3 separate regions of the Sus scrofa genome follow, and all the other regions are linked to region 1. A link is a contact called in public Hi-C data. All regions are on one chromosome and are shown on one strand. Each heading gives the region's core, a stretch centred on a gene start, on an enhancer-like site or on the middle of the called end of the contact. The rest is flanking DNA. Distances are from core to core; before and after follow the strand shown.

The links. A called contact is a pair of places that touch in the nucleus more often than the background predicts.
Region 2: a contact with region 1 is called in a Hi-C map of liver, with 5 times the contacts expected there. The contact joins the promoter of PAWR here to the enhancer-like site in region 1. A contact is called at or near these places in 1 of 5 promoter capture datasets (liver), 6 of 47 Hi-C or Micro-C datasets (embryonic fibroblasts, fetal heart ventricle and liver) and 1 of 2 datasets of contacts at active chromatin or transcription factors (skeletal muscle).
Region 3: a Hi-C map of liver shows a contact between it and region 1, with 3 times the contacts expected there. The contact joins two enhancer-like sites. A contact is called at or near these places in 6 of 47 Hi-C or Micro-C datasets (fetal liver, fibroblasts and liver).

Annotation. Positions count from the first base shown.
Region 1 is chr5:101,810,377-101,814,427 of Sscrofa11.1, forward strand. No RefSeq gene overlaps it. Among named protein-coding and RNA genes, the nearest start is that of PAWR, 120 kb to the left of the region's middle. Within about 2 kb of position 1,910, at least 18 of the 83 cell types and tissues checked have an H3K27ac peak or open chromatin away from gene starts, as enhancers often do. A contact at or near this core is called in fetal liver and liver, where this site is marked.
Region 2 is chr5:101,691,251-101,695,301 of Sscrofa11.1, forward strand. PAWR (PRKC apoptosis WT1 regulator protein) reads left to right here and starts at 1,895. Exons shown (of 7, transcript XM_021092812.1): 1 at 1,895-2,260; 2 at 2,263-2,519. The coding sequence starts at 1,996.
Region 3 is chr5:101,726,177-101,730,227 of Sscrofa11.1, forward strand. All of the region lies in intron 2 of PAWR (PRKC apoptosis WT1 regulator protein), which reads left to right. Among named protein-coding and RNA genes, the nearest start is that of PAWR, 35 kb to the left of the region's middle. Within about 2 kb of position 2,250, at least 2 of the 83 cell types and tissues checked have an H3K27ac peak or open chromatin away from gene starts, as enhancers often do. A contact at or near this core is called in fetal liver and liver, where this site is marked.

The DNA of each region.
Region 1 (4,051 bases), core at 660-3,159:
AAAATTGGGGACTTCCGTTTATATTGATGGGGATTATGAAAGGTAATATGAATTTAAAGAGATGGATTTTCCTAACGTCTAAAAGACTAAGCCACTAGACAGAAAGATTTAAAAGTCACCTCTGAAAATATATTTCCCATTGAAAAAAATTAGTGTACGAAGAAAAGAGCTATTCGTAAAATAGCGAAGTGCTGCCATCTCTAGAAATAAAGCCAGGCCATCCCTCTTCTCTTCTTTCGTGTGCACTTTCCGATGGCTTCCAGGGCGCCACGGGGGGAAGGTTTTTCGGGACTGCCAGCGAAGAGTACAGAAATAATTGGCGTTTGGTGTCGGTGTGTGAGTTTTCCTTTCGAAAGCCCGCAGGTTTTTAATGACCAGTGGAGTAAGTGAATGAAGAATGAATGAGTGAGTAGGGGGAGGCTGCTACTTCAGCCTAAACGTGACCCTTTACTTATTTTGTTTTGTGATCTTTAGCAAGTTACTTTACTTGTGGCTCTGAATCCTTGTTCGTATAGTGGAGTTAAAACACCTACCACGTAAATACTTCATAAATGCTTATTGAATATCTGAATTAATCGCTGAGTTCAGTTCAGATGTACTAGATCCGATTTTCTGGAATCTGGGGTCTGAAGGTTGGGCCTTTTAGCAAAATCTTCTGGTGATGCTCATGCACCCAAAGTTTGAAAACCACTCTCTCTTTTGTTGTTTTTTGTTTGTCTGTTTGTTTAGGGCCTCCGCTGTGGCATATGAAAGTTCCCAGGCTAGGGGTCGAATCAGAGCTGCAGCTTCTGGCCTTTGCCTCAGTCACAGCAATGCCAAATCTAGCTGCCTCTGCGGCCTACAGCACAGCTCCGGGCAGCGCCGCATCCTTAACCCACTGAGCGGGGCCAGGCATCGAACCTGAATCCTCAAGGATACTGGTCGGATATGTTTGCAACGAGAGCTCCGAAAACTGCTCATTTAAACTCTCCTGTTTATGATTGTAAGAGCACAGAGGTATATGCTGAAGGCTGTACTGAAATGAATCAGACGGTCTCTGACTTCAGTAAATTTACAGGTAGTTAAAGGATGGATGCACCGGGAGCAAGCACAGAGGGAGGAGAGCTGGCCCCAAAGGACTGGTGAAACTTCTTGAGGTTCTAGCATTTTTAAGGAATTAAGTACGGTTTTTAAAAAATGCCTGGTCAGTATGTCTTTCCTGGTAAAGATGGAACTGTTTGCATTGTTATTTCCACGTAGGCTTCGTCCCCCCCGCCATGCTTCCTAATGCGTAAGAATAGTGTTGATGGCATCTGATCCATCTTCTCCAGACAATTTATAAATTTCTTTGGGTGACCAGACGACCTTTTCTGAAGGATTTTTGTGACTGGTTTTTTGCATCAGTTTTGTCCTGGTGGCAGAGTTCTGACAGGTGGTTTTTCTTTTTTCCTTTTGGAAAAACCACCTTACGCGTTTTCTTAAGTCCATTTGGTGACTCTGCAAACATTTTCATGCAAGTGAAATTCTATTACAGACTCACTTTGTACCCTGCTGAAGATCCTTGGACTCGTTCTATTATTCAAGAAAAGTCGCGTTCTGAACTGTAGCAAAGAAATCCATTTAGTTAACTCTCATTTCGTCGGGTTTTTCAGGCTTGTGGCTCCACACCTACAGCTTTCTTTTTGTCTGTTTCCTTGCTTGTTAGGCATGAAGCGAGAAAGAGAAAGAAGCAGATCTGGGAAAAAAGATTTAGCAAGGGAGCTGAAAGAAACCGATGGCTAAAATGAGGCTCAGCTTAGAGAATTCGGTTGCTGTTGGAGAGAGTGTCACAGTTTCCAGCTTGTTTGCAGAGGTGTGACCTGTCCTGCCATGGTTAGAATACAGATCAGAGATTTTGACCTTTGATCCTGCCACTGATTACTCAGTACCTGCTGCAAGCCAGTCAGTCTGTTTGTGTAGAAGGGAAAATGCCTACATAATTTCGGATTCATGGTGCAAAGGGGTGTCCGTGAGAGGAATTTAAAGAATTCGCTGATTGTGACTGCAATATTCTAGACACGAAATAAGAGACATCCAAAAAAAAAAAAAAAAAAAGTACCCTCTCTCCTAAGATATTGCTCAGAAGAAAATGGATATGGGCTTTTTTCTCTCCCTTTTCAGAATTCGTACAGCTGCACTAGGTAGGATATAAAATACTTTAGAATTAATGATTTTGTACTTCCTATAAAATTTAAAGGACAATTTTTATACTCTTTTAATAGTGTGTAAAATTGTCACAGAACTTGACCCAGTGGGTTAATTAGCTAAATAATGATGAAATGTGGGGACAGATACAGCTTTTCTGATTTCCTGTTCGCTGACATGACATGTTCTAAGTAAGTGAACGTTTTTGTTCTGTTTGTGGAAGTCTGACAGACCCATAGGCTGCTGTTACAACGTGTTTAATTTTTGTTTTTAATTCCGACCGGGCAGATGGTATGCTGCTAAAACCAAAGATTTAGGACTAAGCAGTGCATTTTAAATAAAGTACAGTCGATTCACACTGCGGTGCCCGTTTCTGCTTCAGATGGTCTTGATTTGGATTCACCACTATAAGTGGCTTTGGCTGTGTCATTTCCCCTTCTTTAGCCTGCCCTGCCTAATTTACAAAATGGGCGTCGTACTCTCTCACCTTCTATTATATGAACAGGATTTTGAGCATCAAAAATATGGTGGGAGTTTGTCGCATGAGGTAACCCTACTGAGTGGCTTATCACTGGTATAAAACCATGTATAGCTATTATATCAGTGGCTCTTATATTGTTGGCACATGAATTGACTTCATCCTTTAGAGTGACTCTTGACTTCCGAAGAAAGTTAAAAAAAGTCTAAACTCCTTGAGATTAAAAGAATCCATACGCTGTTGGTTGCGAGACTCAAAAGGGAGGTGGCTGATTCAGCTTCTCAATGACCGAAAGATAGAAGCAGGTGAAATGTGAAGCTTATGCTCATAGATTTCATAACATACAGAAGGGATGCTGCAGGCAGCGGGGAGACAAGCTTTAGTGCAGAACTGGGCACTAGAAAGGCCCCCCGACGTCTCTTCTGCTGCTCGAGGGTCCATGAGTGCACCGGGTCTGGGAGTCTACTAGGTGCTCAGCAAGTGTTGGCTGGAGGCGTGGATGAACCCATGAGTACATGCAAATGCATCTGCTTCCCCCTTGGCTGCTGCTCCTGCTGGGAGGCTGAATTTTTTAACGTTGAAATTCCACAAGAAACATCTTAAGCAAGCCATGTGTTTGGGCCAGTCTGTTTCCAGGCTTGTTTGTGTTTTTCACATTCTTTTGTTGCCCTGCAATATTATTCTGTGACCTCGCTGATGAATTCCAGTAGGTCATTCCGTTGGGCCCCAAGGACGCTAGTAAATGAATCTTGATTTGGAATGGAATACGCAGGGTGTGTGGCTTGGGTTGGAATCAAATTAGGCCTGGCTAATTTTATTTTGGTTTAATCTATGTGGGAAAGAATAGAAATAGAGGCAAAGCAAATAAACAGAAAATAGTGGAAACTATTCCTGTATAATGATAAGCAGTCTCTGTAAGGAATAGTTCCAAGGGCCACAACCTAAATTATTTTTATTAAAAGTTTGGGGACAAGATTCAGCAATGGAAAGATTAACTTCTTCAGTCATCGTGGTTGGTGTTTACTTTTCTAGCTTTCTCAAGCCAGAGTCTCCACAGGCTTTTAAAATGTGGATGCTGCATAGACAAGGCATGTTCCTTAATATAGTGCAGGCTTCTTAATCTTCTCCAGGCTCTGTAAACGGAAAAGCCCAATCTTTGGGAAATCTCAGCTCCTGGGGAGGCGAAAGAAAAAGTTTCCCGTCGAACCATCCAGACTCAGTCTTGAGTTTCTCACGCAGTCCTAAGGTGAAAAAAATGTTGAGAAGGTGCACTGAATTCTTCGGCTAATCGTCTTTTAAAACTGACTTTCCTCCCTTCCGTCGCTTCCAACCTAGAAAGTGTGGGGCCCCCAAGACTTAACCTCGGTGCTCAGGGTTTGGGAAACTGGCTGCGAGCATTTGAAGGAAATG
Region 2 (4,051 bases), core at 645-3,144, 120 kb before region 1:
TCCCAAGGAAGCCCTTTCATTTTCTTAGGATTTCTCCAGAGTGCTCTTGGGAGGACCCACATGTGCACCCAGCAGCTAGACTAAAGACCAGAACGGTGTGACTTTCCCTCTGAAAAATAAATAACTTGTGAATCACTTTCTCCAGTTCTCACTCCTGGGCGGGCAACGCCGACTGCTCACCCACCATGTGCCACCTGGGCAAAACAGGTAGGAGGAGGAAGAAAGACCTCTGTTAAGTAAGAATGTGACTCAGGGCTCGCCTACCTTGCACAAAATGGTGACCAGGCATGGGTCGCCTGTGATAGTGTATGCCTGGCATTACCTGGGTACCGTGAAGTCGGTCTCGGGTGTTGAGAGGGCAGGCTACCCAGTCCTGAGCCAGAATCTGAGATGACTTGCCTCTGAGGATAAGATTTAGCCTATGGCACGTTAGAGGGAGGAAAACAGACAATCACCGCCTCAGCTCTTAGCCGATCAACGTCAGTGCAGCTCGAGGACGTTGGCGGGGAGCTTTGCTCTTAAATTCACTACCGGTAAAGAGGCGGTGGTGAGACAAGGTTAAGAGGCAACCCCAAGCAGAAACGGGATCGCCAATACATTGTTAAACGAGTTTTTAGTTTTCTTCCTGCAAGCCTAGGGGAACGAATAGTCAAACCTTGGCAACACCCCGGCAGTGGAAGCCCCTCCTTTCCACCAGCACTTTCACCCGAGGCCACAGACACAAGGGGGTCTTGGGTTTCAGCTCTGTACTCTCCTGCCTGCCGTCCCGGCACCTCTGAAAAGGGGGCAGCGACGGGGCCAAGTGACGCGCGAGTGTTTTCCCCTCCTGGCTAGTCAGGCCCTGAATCATCACCAGTTGATTGCAGCAGTGTTCGAGAGTTTCCCGGGAAGAATGTGTCTTGTACTTAAAAGGAAGAGTGGTGGGAGACGGGAGAGGCGGAGGCGAGCAGCGGGGACAAGGGCGTGGAGGCCGGGTTCCGCCCCAGAGTCGGAGGCGCCGGGAGGCCGGACGCCGGGAGGCTGCAAGCCCAGGAATGTGCGCTGCGCTCCGCGGGCGGGACGCGGCGCCGCGCACCTGAGCGCCGGGGGCGGGGCTTCGGGGGCGCAGCCCCCCCGCCCCCCGCCGCGCGCCGCGCCCCTCGCGCGCCGCCTCGGTCCTTTCCGCTCGCCCTTCGGCGCCGCTCGGCTCCCCCTCCCTCCTCCCCCCTCCCTCCCGCCTCCCAGGCCGGGAGAGCCGCGGGCTCCGGGCGGCGAGTTGGACGCGGCGGCTCCTTCCGCGCGAGCGCCGCGGCTCACCTGGGCGCCCGCTCCTGTCCCCGCGCGGCGGCCCCCCAACTCCTCCCAGGTAAGCGGCCTCCCGGGCCGTCCGCCCTCCGCACGCGCCCTGGCTTCTCTCGGACTCGGCTGGACAGCGGGGCCCGGACGCGTCCCGCCTCCTCCGGGAGCCGGCGAGCGGGCTCCGCGCCTCGCCGCGGGCGTGAGGGTGCGGGCGGCGGGGACTCCGGGCCGGGGCGGGGGGCAGGAGATGCGACGGGCCGACAGGTGGTGCGCCGCGGCCCGGGTCCCCCGATCGCCGCGGGCGCCGACCCCGGCGCGGAGGGGCGGGCGAGCCGGGGGTGGGGACAGTGCCTCTCTCCTCCCCTCGAGGGGCGGCGACCGTCCCGGCCCGCCGTGTAGGTGCGTTGGAGAAACTTGGCAGGGTGGGGACTCGGCGGCTCCTCGCCGGCGGCGCGGAGCGGGCGCGCTCTCGGGGGGGCGGCGCAGGGGGCGCGGCCGCGGGACAGACCCTCGGGCCGGGCGCGGACCTGACGCGGCGCTTCCCCCGCCCCCTTTTGTGTCTCCCCGCAGAGCAGCCGGTGTCCCGGGGCGCCGCGGCCGGGCCCCGCGCCGCGGGTCGTTCCCTCGCCTCCTCCGGGTGGCGGGAAGGAAGCGGCGGCGGCAGCCAGAGCCGGGGCGGGCGGCCGGAGGTGCGAGCCCGGCCGGCCCGCGGGGAACATGGCGACCGGCGGCTACCGGGCCGGCGGCGGCGGCGGCAGCACCACCGACTTCCTGGAGGAGTGGAAGGCGAAGCGCGAGAAGATGCGCGCCAAGCAGAACCCCCCGGGCCCGGCCGCCCCCGGCGGGGGCACCGGCGACGCGGCCGGGAAGCTCCCCCCGGGCGCCCTGGGCAGCACCTCGGCCGCCGCGGCGGCCAACGAGCTCAACAACAACCTCCCGGGCGGCGCCGCAGCACCTGCCGCCCCCGGGGGCGTGAACTGCGCGGGGGGCCGGCGCCGCTGGCCCGCGCCGCCCCCGGCCCGCGGCGGCCTGAGGATGAGGCTCCCGCCGCCGCCGGGGGCGCCGCCGCCGCCGCTTCGGGCGCTGCTCCCTCCCGGGGCGCAGAGGAGGAACGGGACGGCGCCCCGGAGAAGGGCAAGAGCTCGGGCCCCAGTGCCAGGAAAGGCAAGGGGCAGATCGAGAAGAGGAAGCTGCGGGAGAAGCGGCGCTCCACCGGCGTGGTCAACATCCCCGCCGCAGAGGTGAGTCGGGCTGGGGGACACGGTGGAACCCTGGAGCGCCGCCGCCTCTTGGTGTCTCCTCTCCGGGGCCCGGAGCTTTCCCATCAGAGCGCATCCCTGTTAGGCTTGCCTGCCTGAGCCAGCCAGAGGGTGCTGGACTTTCACTCTGAACCACTGTTTCCCGGGACGGTCCCCAGACCCAAAGGGGAGGACACGTGCTTTTCAGGCGTCCTGGCTAAGATCGCAGCCTCAGGAGCCTTCATTTCAGGGGCGGAAAGATAACTTGGCGCTCCCGACCTTGCCCACCTAGACGTGTTTGTTGATGCTTGATCAGTTCGAGAAATTGATTAATGGCGATGACAGCCTGCTCTTATTTACTTTCCCACGTGTCGGTCTCAAGGATCAGATAGTTTCTCTCTCCTTCTCCCTTCACGATGTTTAATAGCACCTGCAGAGACAAGGTGGCCTTCGCATTACCCAAGTCAGCTTTATCTTTCAGTGAACCCGAGATAAGTGTATCCAAGGGAGCATGGGCACTCTTTCCTGTATAAACCAGCTTGTGGAAATAGTGCTTCCCAGCGCACGCGCGCGCGCGCACACTCATTTCTTCTGACTGCTGGTCTGGACAATAGGAACGCTGTAGCAACCCACTATTTTTTTTGCTAAGATGATCTCTCCTCGTATTTAAGTATTTGGCTGTGTATTCTGGAAAACATTTGTGGTAGGGTTGGGGATTTTTTTTTTTTTGTTTTGTATTTTTGCACAGTCTCAAAAACACTTCTTCATGCAGCAGCATCTTCCCATTGGAAGGCCTCCTGAAACTTTTTTTACTTAGGATATAACCACACCTCTGTCCTCAACAAACAATCCTAAACAAGTTTTGGTTTCTTTGATAGTAACTCCCAGGCTTTGGAAGTGATTCCATAATCTTGTTTGACCCTAAGTAGTTGCATGTTTTTTCTCATTGGCTCTAGGGTTTACCTTTGTTTTTTGTTTTTTTCTTTTTCCTCCTGGACTTCTAATTTTTTCGACTTTGACACACAGTAAATAAGAATTTACTAACTTTGTTGTTCAAGTAAGAGCATTTGCAATAAGTTAGTGCATATATCAAACGTGCCCACCATTTTAAGTCTTAATATGATTTCCATACCTGGAAAATCAGTGTTTGTCTTTGAAGGGTATGTTTTTATGAGTTTAAGAGAGATTTTTATCAGCCAGCAAAACTGTCCTCTGTGGTTTGCTACTTGCACAAAAGATCTGTTATTCATTAAGTTGCTTTAAAAGGAATTCATAAGAGTGGTAATCATATTTCTAGGTTGTTTCTTTTTTTTTAAGTTAAAAATATGAAGATTAAGGGGAAACTGAAGACAAGGCTTTGGAAAAGCTGCATTCCTCAGCTTTATTTTTAAAGTAGCTGAAGGTCCAAATAGAAGAATTTGTCATTTCCAATCTTTTCTTCATTGTTCATTTGACAGGGGTCTTATTTTGGGACGTTTCTTGGCAGATGTTAAACTTCATTTTTCTCTCTCTGGCTGCTTGTGCTAAAATTGTTA
Region 3 (4,051 bases), core at 1,000-3,499, 84 kb before region 1:
CGTCTTCCTGTCCAGTCGCGGGTCACTTACCACAGGTAGCTCGAGCACTGGAGATGTGACTAGTCTGAGTTGAGATGTGCTCTGAGCACAAAATACACACTCTGGAGTTCCCGTCGTGGCGCAGTGGTTAACGAACCCGACTAGGATCCATGAGGACGCAGGTTTGGTCCCTGGCCTCGCTCAGTGGGGTAAGGGTCCGGCATTGCTGTGAGCTGTGGTGTGGGTCGCAGACACGGCTCAGATCCTGTGTTGCTGTGGCTCTGGCGTAGGCCCGAGGCTGCAGCTCCAATTCCACCCCTCGCCTGGGAACCTCCATATGCTGCGGGAGCGGCCCAAGAAATAGCAAAAAAAAAAAAAAAAAGACAAAAAAAATAAAATAAAAAAAAATACACATTCTTTGAAAAGAATGTTACCGTTAAGTCATTAAGACATTATTAAAATATTAACCATTCATATACAATGTCTTATGTGAATTGCATACTTTTAAACTATTGGAGTGAATAAGATACATTATTGAAATGAGCCTTACCCGTTTCTTTTTCCTTTTTTGATGTTGCCACTAGAACATCTGTATTTGCACTTGGCTTACGTTTTGCTTCCGCTGGGCGAGATGAATATAGGAGGAGGCCATCACAGTGGGACATCCAGCGTTTCCTCCTCTCGCGTCCGTCAGAGGCGGAAACGTATGCGAGGGAAGAGGTGAGCTGGCTAGCGCGTCATAGCCTTGTGAAGGGATGAGCCCAAACCGCTCGTCTTTAAATTGCGTGGCAAGGGTAATTTGCATATGCATTCTGAAGCTTGCGTGGTCGTGGTCGGGACTCTCCTGTAGGTGTTAATGATAACAGTGCCTTTGAAGAGAGAAACACCTGGGTTGACATGTGCCCTTTCTTCCAGGAGGTGAGCCACAGGTTTTAAAAAACAAAGGAAACATTATACTAATTCCTACAGACAGGCCTTGACAGTTGGAAGGAAATGAGCATGTACCACCTTGACCTCGGCTGTGGTAATTGTAGAAACAGATTTAATGCTACGCCACGGGGAGGTCTGTCTGCACGCCGAGGCTGCTTAAACCGCCACCACATGGCTCCCGGGTGGGGGGGACGCGGTTCACACGGCAAGGGTCCCAGCGTGTACTGCTCTGGTCGCCCGTTCTCTGAAGTCTCTGGACCAGCCAGCGCCCTGCACGCGCGTCGTTGGAGTGGTTGGTGCTGTGCACACAGAGGTCGTAGGTGTGCTGTGCCTCTGCCTGTCAGGGGCTGGATTTCCAGGGAGGGCGTGTGTCCTAGAATGAGAGATACAGCCTCTGAGAACGTGGGGCTGCATCAGACCAAGGTCTTGCTGAAGGCCCCTCTCAGGACGTGCGGTTTATCACAGGGGAGGGAGACGCTTCCGCTTCACTTTCTTTTCCGCACTGCGCCTCGAATCTTCATCGGAGGTGGAGGTTAATTCTGTTACACAGTCTCTCCCTCCACCCTCATCACCTACACAAAATCTTTTCCTATAAATGAGAAGACTCAGGATTATTATTATTATTATTTTTTTCCTTGTCTTTTTAGGGCCACACCTGCGGCCTATGGAGGTTCCCAGGCTAGGAGTCGGATTGGAGTTGTAGCCGCTGGTCTACACCACAGCCACAGTAACACCAGATCTCAGCTGCATCTGCGACCTACGCCACAGCTCACAGCGCTCCTTAACCCACCGAGCGAGGCCAGGGATTGAACCTGCATCCTCATGGGTACTGGTCAGATCCGCTGAGCCATGATGGAAACTCCCTTTAAGGTTTATAAGTTGCAACTTTTAAAAACAAAATCTTGGTTAACAGCACTTTACGTATAGATAAAATAATCAGCCTCAACTGGTACTTAAGTCAAATAGATGTGGTTACAGATGCCGGGACTTGCTCTGTTAGCCTCCGTTTCCTCATTTGTCGCCTGGGACTAATAGTCATCTTGGGGTTGATCTGTGGATTAGTAATAAGGACGGCGACGGTGGTGATGACACTAGAAGCGAGGTGCTGCTGCTCAGCACGTCTCCCGTGTGGCTGGTGTCACTGCCCCGTCTTATAAACGAAGACGTCGGCTTTATTTGGACGTCAGACCCATGCGCACCGTGTCCACTGAATTGACGTCGGACCATCCTTGACCCCCGAGTTACTGAGCGCTTGGGGTGCTCGTTAAATGGTGGGTTAAACATAAACACCAAACAGCTCTAACAAAAACCTGACGTAATGGAAAGAGTGAGAGTTAAGCAAGAGGTCAACAGGGCAAAAGGTTTGCCTCTGGCCATTCTCTGAGCAGAGGAGGTAGGAAAACCTGGGGTTTGACGCCTCGGTCCTTCTGCCTCTGAGGGCACAAGATTTCCTCACCCCAGCCTCGCTGCCTTGCCTCTGAAAGGCGGGGGAGCGTTGCGGGCGGTGGAGGGGGTGGACCGGCCTGGTGTCAGCGCCTGACTCGGGGCACCTGCTGCGTGTTTGTGGTGGTGATGATTTAGATCGTAGCCACGTAACGGCAGTGTCTCCGCAACAGATTCTCTTCTCCCCGTGAATTCACCACACCTGCTGTTTAAAAATACCGCCTTCTTTTGGGGGGGGGGGCATGCTCGTGACCTGCAGCAGTTCTTGGGCCAGGGATTGAACCCATGCCACTCACTGCAGTTACTGCAGTGATGGTGTCGGATCCTTGACCTGCTGAGCTGCAAGGGAACTCCTACAAATACCATCTTTTAATGATATAAAATATTCATTGATGTTTTTTCTTGTAACTTTTTTGCATTTTTCTGCCTCTTTGTATCTCACGTTTTTCCTGGCTTTTGCCCGTACATTTACACCGTGCTTTCGTTTATGTCTGTATTCAGTAAACGATATTTGGAGCGTGTGATGTATCTGGCGTTGTGGTAAGTGATACGAGTACATCCATGGGTTTAGGAGAGTCTTTCCTGTCCCCAGACGACAGATCTGAAGTAAACAGTCATGAGTGGGAGAGGTGCTACGGAAGAGTAAGAATAAGGCAGTGTGTGTTGCAATGTGCTCTCGAGTCAAACATCAGAACCTACGGCCTCATGAGAAATGCAAATCCTGGAGCATTAACTCAGGCCCGTGTTTGTGTTCGCAAGCTCTCCAGGTAAGGCTGCTGCGAGCCAGAGCTTGGCCTTTGGTTTGGGCTGTTAGGAAACCACGTGTAACACAGAAAAACATTCTTACCTTGCGAGGTGGTGAAGGTCGTAGCTGTGTACTCGGGGAAGCTTATCCCCACGAAGTGCTTTTAAGCTCTGTCTTCTCTCTCCCTCTGTTCTCCTTTTCTCAAGGCTTCCTTCTAGAACTTCTGCTCCTTTTTTTGTGGTCTGTGGTCTTGGATTTTCTGGCGGTACCTAATAACGTTCACTCTCTGTTCCTCACGTGGCCAGTTGATCAGGAAAAGACCAGATTCCTGTCAATGCCACGTTGACGTTACCGGGGGGAAAAGGGTTTTATCTGTGTTCTTTCCTGTTTCCCTCCTTTCGCTTCCTCTGGCTACTCCTGACTCGGGGAAGTTCATCAGAGGCTGCTCGTTGTAGCTTATTTCAGAGCTCCACGTACCTGCATTTGTAACCCACTGTGTCTGTGTTAGGTTTGCTTTAACGGCTGCTGTTAACACGAGCCAAGCACTCAACGCAGCGAGCAATGTATTGGCTTCAGCATTTTTAAAGGTCTTCTTTCTTTTTCTCTTTTTGCCTTTTCTAGGGCTGCACCCGCAGCATATGGAGGTTCCCGGGATAGGGGTCCAATCAGAGCTGCAGCTGTTGGCCTACACCACAGCCACCGCAACACCGGATCCTTAACCCACTGAGCGAGGCCAGGGATCGAACCCGCAACCTCATGGTTCCTAGTCGGATTCGTTCACCACTGAGCCTGATGGGAACTCCTAAATACTGTATTTTTTGCAGTTGTGTCCAATAAAATAGTTGGTTAAGAGTGAATCTTTTCTTTCCATGCCCACCCCCCACACTTGCCTTTCTTCTCTCTCCTTTCAGTGATTTGTGAAATTGCTTTTGAGGTATATGTAGTCTTTTAAAA